Linked DNA regions of Sus scrofa: region 2 is linked to region 1. A link is a contact called in public promoter capture Hi-C data. All regions are on one chromosome and are shown on one strand. The core of a region is the stretch at or near the end of the contact, and the rest is flanking DNA. Distances in the headings are between cores, read along the strand shown.

Region 1 (4,601 bases), core at 1,434-3,933:
CAGACCCCTCACACACTGATACCTGGCCATGAGGTCCTTTGTAAGAAGCCTATCAATTTCCTCCCCTGAGACCCCATTACTGAATAACCACACTAACCCTCAGATCTTTCTGGAAAGGCTCTTGCACAGGTCATACAGGAGAGGGTGCCCAGGTCCCTCTCACTGTCACTCTTTGTGGTAGTCAGTCTCTGCTCTCTTCATGGTGGCTGCTTCCTCCATGTCCAGAAATTTGTCACTTAAGCCTTGGGTTGCATTACAGACTAAGTAACCTGACTTCATAAGGATGCTAACTGGGTCCGAGAACAAGCAGACATTTCCTTGTGTAGAGGTGTAATTAGGACAACAAGCCAAACTGAAAGTAACAATCAAGGCTTTATTCACTTACTGAGACAATGCAAGCCAAGAGGCAAAATAAATAAATAAATAAATAAGGGGCCAGCTCCTCGGTGTTCCATTTTTCTGAGCAGAACTGGAACAGGTGAGGGTCAGGCAACATAGCACAAAGGAATCCACCTCACTGCCCAGGAGCACTGAACCCAAGGCTTCTGCCTCTCAGGACCCATGCGCAGAGGGAGGGAGACAGGAAAGGGACAATAGTGGAAAGGTACTGAGTCCAAGTGGAAAAATGCGCCTCACCCAAGCCTGTCAATAAGGCAGATGGTCTCAGCAGAGATACCTCTGAAATGCCTTAGGGGAGGCTGCCCCTAACACTGAGGCCTCCAAAAGAGGCTGAGTATGCAGATAAGACAGACAGCACTGCTGACCTGGGGGCCTGAGTCTATGACTACAACTCCCTCCAGAGACTGCAAAGCCTTGGCTGTGTACCAAATCTGGTGTGGGGAGGGCAGCTTCCCCCTGGAGGCCTGCCAGCAAAAGCCTAGTAATTGCTGGAGTCAGGCGTGAAAAATCATGCACAGGATTTTGGATTGAGGCAGGATTTCACCTGCTATAAACAATGACTTGTGATTAATGCTGTGTTACTATGTGGTTACCAAATTCCAGCACCCACTTAGTAGCAACTAAAGGCAAAATATATAACAAATATACAAGGTAAAATGGTTAAAATAGAAGAGTGCCATTTTTTTTTTTTTTTGATCTTTTAACTGTCCTTAAAACTCTTTTGCGCCCAATCCTGTTTTGTATATATAGCACTGATGGCAATTTCTGGAACAAAATTACTGTTGTATTAACACTGGCCATTACTGTCTCTATTATCAAAGGATTAGATTCATACTATGTTGTACGCTTTAAGCTAATATATTTTACATCACCTATACTTAAAAAAATTTCTAACTCCATACGGAATTAGAAAATTATGTGGTGTAGATTAAGTGCTCGATAAGACAAGATAATTTTTTAAAAATATTAGATTCATACAAATATTTTGGTAACATCTCAGTTGGAAAAAGTTTAAGACACTATTTAAAAACATATATACTCACGATTCATCTAAATCTTCTACAAATCCTTTACAGAATGCCACATCAAGTAAAAAAACTGAAAAAGAAAAGAATAAATGCTGATTTACCTTCTGGCTTACATACTTAGTCACCTATAAAATATTTTGTTTTTTTACAACCTATCAAAACATCATCATTTATCTATCCCAGGGCACAAGCATTGTTCACCTGTTTAAAAAATATTTAATCTGCATGCAACGACATTTTGACAGCAAGTTCTACGTAAACTAAAAAATCTAAGGCACGGAAGTTCTTTTTTTACATATTTTTACTTTCATCCTATTTTTCCCTTTTACTTTTCCATCTTTTTGTAGTAAAGATGAAAATTCATCTTCTTCATCTCCTTTTCTCTAGCAGAATTTATCTCTATAAATTTCAAACACCATTCAAAAGACTACCCCTCTCACCACTGATATATAGAAACAAAATTGAGCTACACTTCTAATACTGACTACAGAATGTAGTGGGAACTAAGAGGCTGCTCTGTAAGTGGCCATATCACGGTGAGAACCGGGGTACTTCTGATGATGGCACGAGGCTGGGAAGGGCCAACACACGTTCAGATCAGTTCTCACACCGCACAGCCCGTAAGACCTGACCGTAATCGGTCCTTGACCCTCCCTCTCTTTAGCCCCCGCGAAGGTTAAAAACTCTTCAGATGTGACAAAATTAAGAACCTAAAGGCAAAGCAAGGTTTGGCCACTAGTGAAGGAGTCGGCGCTTCTGAAACTTCTTGCCGAACCGAGAACAGAAACCACTGCAAGGCACGGGTCTCCTGTGAAGCTGCGCTGGGGGAGGACCGTAAGGCTGCCGGTCACCGGACCACCATCAGGAGAGTACTTCGGCGGCAACCCCCTCAGGCCTCTCGCCCCCACTGCCGAGACCCTGCTCCAGCCCCGCACCCTATCCCACCTGGGCGAGGGTCCCCGCCCCCTCCCGCACCGCCCAAGCGGCCTTTACCTGTGGCGCACAGCCCCAAGGCGGCCCCGCGACTCCGAGCCGCCATGCTCGCCGCAAAGGAGCTGCAAAAGCCGACACTGCGGAGGGAAGAGAAAAGAACACCGGCGGCCGCCGCCTGCGCTTCCGGAAAGGGAAGCCGGCTGGCCTGTGCCCGTAAGGGAAGCTCGGCGCTAGGGGCGGGGGCGCAGCAGGCCGGCCTCTGGTATCCTCCCAAGAACCGCCACCTCGCCTCTGAGCATGCGCGGAACTACAGCGCCTGCGCGGAACTGGAACGCATGCGCGGTCACGACTTCAAAGCAGCGCCCTGGCTTCCTCCGGGAGCGTGGGAACCTGGAGCGGGGGCGCCTTCCTTTGGGGGCGGAGTGGTGTGTGGGGACTAGGATAGAGGGACTTCCGGAAAATTAAATGCCCGCTGTTTTCTGCGCGGAAGGTGAGGTAGACTGAACGCTTGAGATTGGATTTTGTCACCTCTCACCTGCTGCTCATGTGCCGTTAGCAATCAAATTCGTGAAAAGAGGTCTGTGTTAGCTATGGGTAGAAAGAAGCTGTGGATTGCTGCGTGACTTTCCATGTATCTCCATAATGAATTTGAAATCTTTCACCCTGTTTGCAAAATGGGAGATCTGTTTTATGGTAGTAAGCTCCATTAATGTGTTTTTGCCAACTAAAATAGTCCCTTTAAAAGAACTGTTTCTCTTGAAATTTGAAAACATGAAGTTGATTGAAGGACATAATTTTTTGATAATTTGTTCCTGTTCTCTTGTTAAAATAAGTAAAATACTCGCTATAAGGTGTTAATATTGCAGTTTTTCTACATAACAAAAGTAATTTATAAAAGCAGTACAGCTTTATACAATAGTGACTGCTGCAGGAACTGCATCTGACTTAGATCAAAATTTTATAGGAGGTGAAATAGAGGATTTAGATTAAGTCAGTTATTGAACGGTGTGTTACGAGGACAGAAATGGATTATGATGTCAGCCCACTCACCTTAGGTTCAAAATTCCACCAGGAAGAAATCCCATAAAACACCTGCTGTTCTTAATGATTAGAAGATTAAGTTGTAATCTGATTGAGAGCAAGCCCTAGGTTTCAGCCTTTTCATGGAATCTGCATAGTATCCAGTGCAGGCCTTTGGCAGATTCAAATATTATATTTTTAAATTGAGCATATAGTTTATTCTAAGAGTTTAACATACATAAATATTTAATCTTCATTGAAAGTTCTCAAAGTAAGAAATAGTATAAATGAGGATCCAGGGTCATAGAAAAGGTAATTGGCTTAATAATTTAAAATAATGGGGTTGCTATTTGACATAAAGTGTCAGACTCTAGTGCTGGCATTCTTTCTGTTACAGGATACTATTAGGATTTTTTTCTGCCCTAGAATTTTCTCCCTCCCTCTTCCCTGTCTCCTTTTTCAGTCACCCTATTTTGGTTAATGGTACAAATGTTTGACCAATTTCTCCAGAAGTTATGCTAGGCACTTCCCAACTTAATATTTTCCATATTCAACTGGTTGCCACATCTTGTTGCTTTTATTGCCTAAATATCTCTTCAATTTGTCCCCTTTTTTTTCCATCTCCATTACCACCAGGTCAAGTTCTCTTCTTCTCTCACTTGGATAATTGAAATAGCCTCCTAAACGGGCTCCTAGACTTTAGTTTCACCTTGAAGGCAACCTGTGCATCACTTGCTAGATTGATGTTTCAGAAATCTAGCAACTTTAATATAAAATCACTTTACTTTAAACTTTAACATTACTCGATGGGATACAGAATGAAATAGCTCTCTAGGAGTTCCCATCGTGGCTCAATGGAGAAGAATCTGATTAGCATCGATGAGGACACAGGTTCGATCCCTGGCTTCACTCAGTGGGTTAAGGATCTGCTTTGGCGTGAGCAGTGGTGTAGGTTGCAGATGTGGCCCGGATCTGGCGTTGCTATGGCTGTGGTATAGTCCAGCAGCTACAGCTCTGATTTGACCCCTGGCCTGGGAACCTCTGTATGCTGTGCGTGTGGCCCTAAAGAGACAGAAAAAAAAAAAAAAGAAAAAGAAAGAAAGAAAGAAAAATAGCTCTCTATACTATGTGCTAGTACTTTCATCATCTATTGTTTACTGTACCTTCCCTCCCTTTGTCCCATCCTCCCCAACTCTGTACCGCTAATAACAGTACCCCACT
Region 2 (4,754 bases), core at 2,167-4,666, 930 kb before region 1:
CCATGAGTATGGCTGGAAGTGAACTATGTCATACACAGCTCGCCCTCCCAACTTCCCAGATTTAAAAGACACAAAGGTATTGGTCTGTGTATTTGGCAACCCAGCCCCATAGGTGACAACACCCCAGTTAGGAAACGTGTGCAATTTTGCAGTACCATATTCCGCAGGAGGCTGTGGGGTGAGCTGGGGGTCGTACCAGATGTATTCAGTGTGAAGAGTACTCCACCTTTGGGCAGTAGAGGGTACCATGGGTCCATCTTTAGGTCGGTGCCTTCTGATCTGCTGAGCTAACCAATTTCCAGCTCCATTCTTTAAGATGAACTTATCCAGAAAAACTAATTGGCTCTCTGGACCATAAAACCAATTATAATTGGAATCTGCTATACCCACAGTTCTTTGGAAGCCTGGCAAAAGGGTAGCATAATAGAACCAAAAGTGCATTTTTAACCAATTATTATCTAAGTTGTTGATATTAAAATGGCGCTGGGCCAGAAAGACATACTGTGTGACTGATTTAGCTGTGTAGCTTCCATAGGCCACACCTTCATCCAGAGAACCATCGACAATATGATTCAACAGAAACATTGTCTTTTCCATCACATCTACTACCACCTGTTTCCAGAGATTTACTTGAGAGCCTTTATCAACCCCAGTCACCAAGGCCCCGGTGAGTAATGCTATCATATTAGTAGCTTGGTGGTTATGAAGAAGTTGTTTGCCCCATGAGCGGACCTTGGAATACTCATACATTTCTTCAGTAATAGCCCATATTTTTCCTAGGTATTTTTGTCTTCGATGATCATCTAATAAGTTATATAAAAAGTCAAAGGCAGTGGCAAAACCTGTTAAGGAATGGCCAACTGGAACCTCATCTCCTGGTGCATTCTCCACCAGCCAGTCCTTGTAGCCAACCATCCTGTCCATATATTCCAAGACAAATTCAAAGGCAACTTTGTCTTCTGGGCACAACAAACAGTACAAAGCTAAAGGAGGCAGATTGTTACCATAAATTTCATTCCACTTGGCAGCAAAATCAGCATGCTTGGGTGGAGGTAGGTAGTATGTTGGGTTGGACAGCATAACTGTCACTGCACTTCTAATAGCTCTAAAAAGATGCACATGGCTTGTGCGAGACTTCTGTCTCATTGCTTGGATCTCTCCGGCATCAAAATATAAATGTGGATGAAGCATACTTTTCTTCAGCTTTTGGTTGGGTCTGATATCTTGCACTTTCTGTGTCTTAAACTGATCTATGTCATCTGTGAAAACTGCCCAGTCAGAGTAATTGCTCACAGATTCCTCAAAAGTAGAGAAAGCAAACATCACTAACACTAAAAATAAGAAATGTCCTGTAAACATTAACGCCATGATCCATCGGGGAGTTCCTCTCCTTAGGCGTACGTGTCACACACAGCACTCAATGTGTTTCCCATCTGGTGAGTTTAAAACATACATTTAAGGCCTTGATAAAACAAAGACTGTAAATCACATACGCTGTGAAATCCAGCTAACATTCTGCTCATTCAAAATAAGCACAGTCACCAAAAAGAAAACTTATACTGTGGGTCTGTGTCCCTGACGCAGTACTGCTTTCAATAAAGCTTCAAGGAAGGTTAAAACCTCTAATTTTCCCATATCACACAGCAAACAGAGGTCAAACATACTATGAATTCACAATTTACTTCCTTGACATCAATCTACCTAACTTGACGAGTCAAGAAACACACGTTGTGAAAAAGAAAAAGCACTCCCAAATCCAAATTAAGAAATCATTCCTGCCGTAGGATACCACCACCTGTGATAGGATGCCTGATGCCTTTGCTTGTGTGTGTCCAGAGAAGTTGATGAAGTACTGAAATTCTTGGAGAGGATTAGGTTGTTACTCCTCTCAGCTTTTTACACTTCCTGCTTTGAGAATTTTTTCTTCCTCCATTTTTGAGATAAAAATATCCTCAACAAGTGTTCAAAGTCCTACTTGGTTTTAAAACACTCAAAATTCTTGCCCTCATTTCAGATCTGTCTTTCCAGGCTTACTTACTCATCAGCCCATTATGACCCAGAGAAAGCATTTTCCTGTCTTCGTTTATCAGCTTCATCAGTATGACTAGGAAAATCTCATCTCTTCAGCCACCTAGGTACTTCTCTTCCAATCATGAAGTAACCACCAACTGGGAAAGAAAACTCCCCTTTCACCAACAGTGAGGTCTCCTTTCTGCTCCTTTTTCATGACACTCTTTTTCTGGAGGAAAAACAAAACAAATTCTCTGAAGCTACTGGTAGGCTGGGAATGGACAAAAACGGAAGATTTAAATGCTCTACCATCCCTTCATAGAAATTTTAGAATCACAATAAAATCTGTTATTAAGTACAATCTAAGTTTGACCAAATGATTCTTTTTTCTTCTTATACTTTTCAATGCACACATTAGGATAACAATGAATAGTGGCAGAAGACAAGCGCTACAAGACAGAACTTACCCCGGAGTATTTAACTGTGTGGCTTGCTTTTAGTCTTGTAAAATGTTTTTAATTCAAGTGCAGTTAATACAAGGTGAGTCCTGCTGTCATTCTTGTTTGGATCATGAAGGACTCAGAGACAAAAAGCGAAAGTTGAAAGGACCATTTTGATTCAGTTCGAGGGTTTAGGTTTCAAGGGATCAGAAGGTGTCTTTGCAAGGGGAACTACCAAGAACAGGCACTTTTCTCCAAGGAGAAGTCATGACAACGTGTGGGAGCTCTGCTCCAATCTCTCTCGCCTGTGCCTCGTTTTACATCCTTACAAGAAGCCACCAGAGGGAGCTCAGACCCAGACTTAAGGAGCGGCTTCGCAGCTGCCCGTCTTGGCTTCTGAAGAACCTAAGCAAGTTTCAGTCTTGGACAAGTCTCCTCTCTGTGGGAAACATTAACGCTAGGAGTTTCCTGATCCGCCCTGCCTGCCTGTTGCATTTTTTTTTATTCGCTTCCTACGAACAGGCCAACTCTATCCCCCGCTCCCCATCCCCGACCTCCGGCTGTGGATTGGGGACAAGAGACCCCTAAATGGCCGAGTCTGCTTACCTTGGTAGGTCTGGATGGGGTCTCCCGGCAGCGGTGGGCCCCAACGAGACGGAGGCGGAGAGTTCGAGAAAACTGCTCTGCACAAGGAAACGGGCCGCTTGGTCCCCGGCAGGGCTCCCCGCGCCCCCTGCCCGGCACCCCCAGCGCTCCAACAGGCTGTGGCCCCGCGCTCGTCTCCCGCCCGGCACTGGACACGCCCGCTCTCGGGAAACGCCGGACGCCCCCGGGCAGCCCCGGACCGCAGAAGGCAGATGCGCGCGCCGTGGGCGCTCTCGGGGGACGCAGTGTCCAGCGGAGCGCTGGCGTCCCCAGGTCCCAATGCCGCCGCGGCCGCCGCTCCTCAGTGCCAGCTCCGGCGGCGCGGCCCGGAGAGGGCGAGAGACGGCGACGCGGGCAGGGGGCGGGGCGGGAACGAAACGAGGGCGGGGCAGGGGCGGGGCCTCTGGGCCTGGGAGGGCGAGGGACCGCGAGTCGGGCTGTGGGCGGGGCGGGAAAAGATGGGGCGTGGCCTCAGGGCCTCGGGCCTCCGGGAGAGCGAGAGCAGGAGATCTGGGGTGCAGGTTGTGGGGCGGGGCTGGAGAGAGGCGGGGCAGGGGGGTGGGGCCAGCGGCCCCCCCGCCCCCGAGATCCGAACCGGAGGAGTCTCTTAAGCTTGCGTGTTCCCGGCTGCAGTGGCTGCCTTGCGGTATGGGACGAGCGGGGCCCGAGCGGGCGGAAATTTGAGAGTGTGAGTGTCTGAAGACTTCTCCCGGCTGGCGGGAGGTCTCTGCTGATATTTCCCCTTTGGTTGTAAGGAAAGGACGATCAAACAGGGCTCGGAGGGAGAGGGAGATGAGAGAATGTTCTGGGTAGGATTAGAACTGTTGGGAGAAGCGGGCCGGGCAGGATGACGCTGTGGGATATCGGGAAGCACCCTTTAGGAACGACTGAGCAGTGAATGAATGTGAGTCAGCCTGGCTGAGGTTGGTGTCATTTAGAAATGCAAAATCAATGTACCAGATTAATATGACACTGACCTCCAGAGCACAGATACTAAAAATCAGAGGAAAACAAAAAAGACTAATCACCTTTATTGATTGAAATAAGTTCTCCAGCGGTATAAATATGGAAAATATGGGACAAACAGATGAAAGGAATCTCTTTCTTATTAAAGAAATGGAACCTGGAATTAAGACCCACAGGCATCGAAGAAAGTGTGGCTCAGGTACCATCATATGTGTGTGCAATTCCAGACTTTGGTACTCGTAGAGCAGCGGTGACTCCTATGTTACCGGACATAGGGAACTTCTCAGACATCTGAGATTACATTTCAGCAGGAGTCAACCTAAGGTTTGCCCTCTACCATCACAGATAACTTAGTAATAATAGGAAAACTGTGAAATATCAATTGTTTCAAATGAACAACCCCTCCCCAGTTGGGAATTGATGACACCTTCAGTTTCCTCCTATTCCATCCCATTTTGGTAAAATGAACAGATGTGCCTATTAAAAAGTGAGTGCCTTAGATCACTTAGTGGTAAAACCAAGCAGTAGATGTTGCTGGCAGAATAAATTTCAAAATAATTCACCTGGGAGGTGAAATGTGGCCTCTATCTCCTCATCGGTCTTCTCTTTTATCTCCTTGGGGACCCTCCTCCAGTCCAAATAGCCAAACTGGCTTTTGTTTTGGTGCTTTCATAACTATGCTTATCCTGTTCC

Evidence for each region. Promoter capture Hi-C pulls out the DNA fragments that hold promoters and counts their contacts.
Region 2: a promoter capture Hi-C map of fetal liver shows a contact between it and region 1, with 4 times the contacts expected there. The contact joins the promoter of DSEL here to the promoter of TMX3 in region 1. A contact is called at or near these places in 3 of 5 promoter capture datasets (fetal liver, fetal skeletal muscle and liver), 8 of 47 Hi-C or Micro-C datasets (blood, embryonic fibroblasts, heart right ventricle and 2 more) and 2 of 2 datasets of contacts at active chromatin or transcription factors (alveolar macrophages and skeletal muscle).

The regions. Positions count from the first base shown.
Region 1 is chr1:153,986,102-153,990,702 of Sscrofa11.1, reverse strand. TMX3 (protein disulfide-isomerase TMX3) reads right to left here and starts at 2,683. Exons shown (of 16, transcript XM_005654478.3): 1 at 2,421-2,683; 2 at 1,443-1,497. The coding sequence starts at 2,466.
Region 2 is chr1:154,917,994-154,922,747 of Sscrofa11.1, reverse strand. It overlaps DSEL (dermatan-sulfate epimerase-like protein), which reads right to left and starts at 3,416. Exons shown (of 3, transcript XM_021099387.1): 1 at 3,057-3,416; 2 at 1-2,239. The coding sequence starts at 1,368. It overlaps LOC110261617 (a long non-coding RNA gene), which reads left to right and starts at 3,677. Exons shown (of 3, transcript XR_002345981.1): 1 at 3,677-3,783.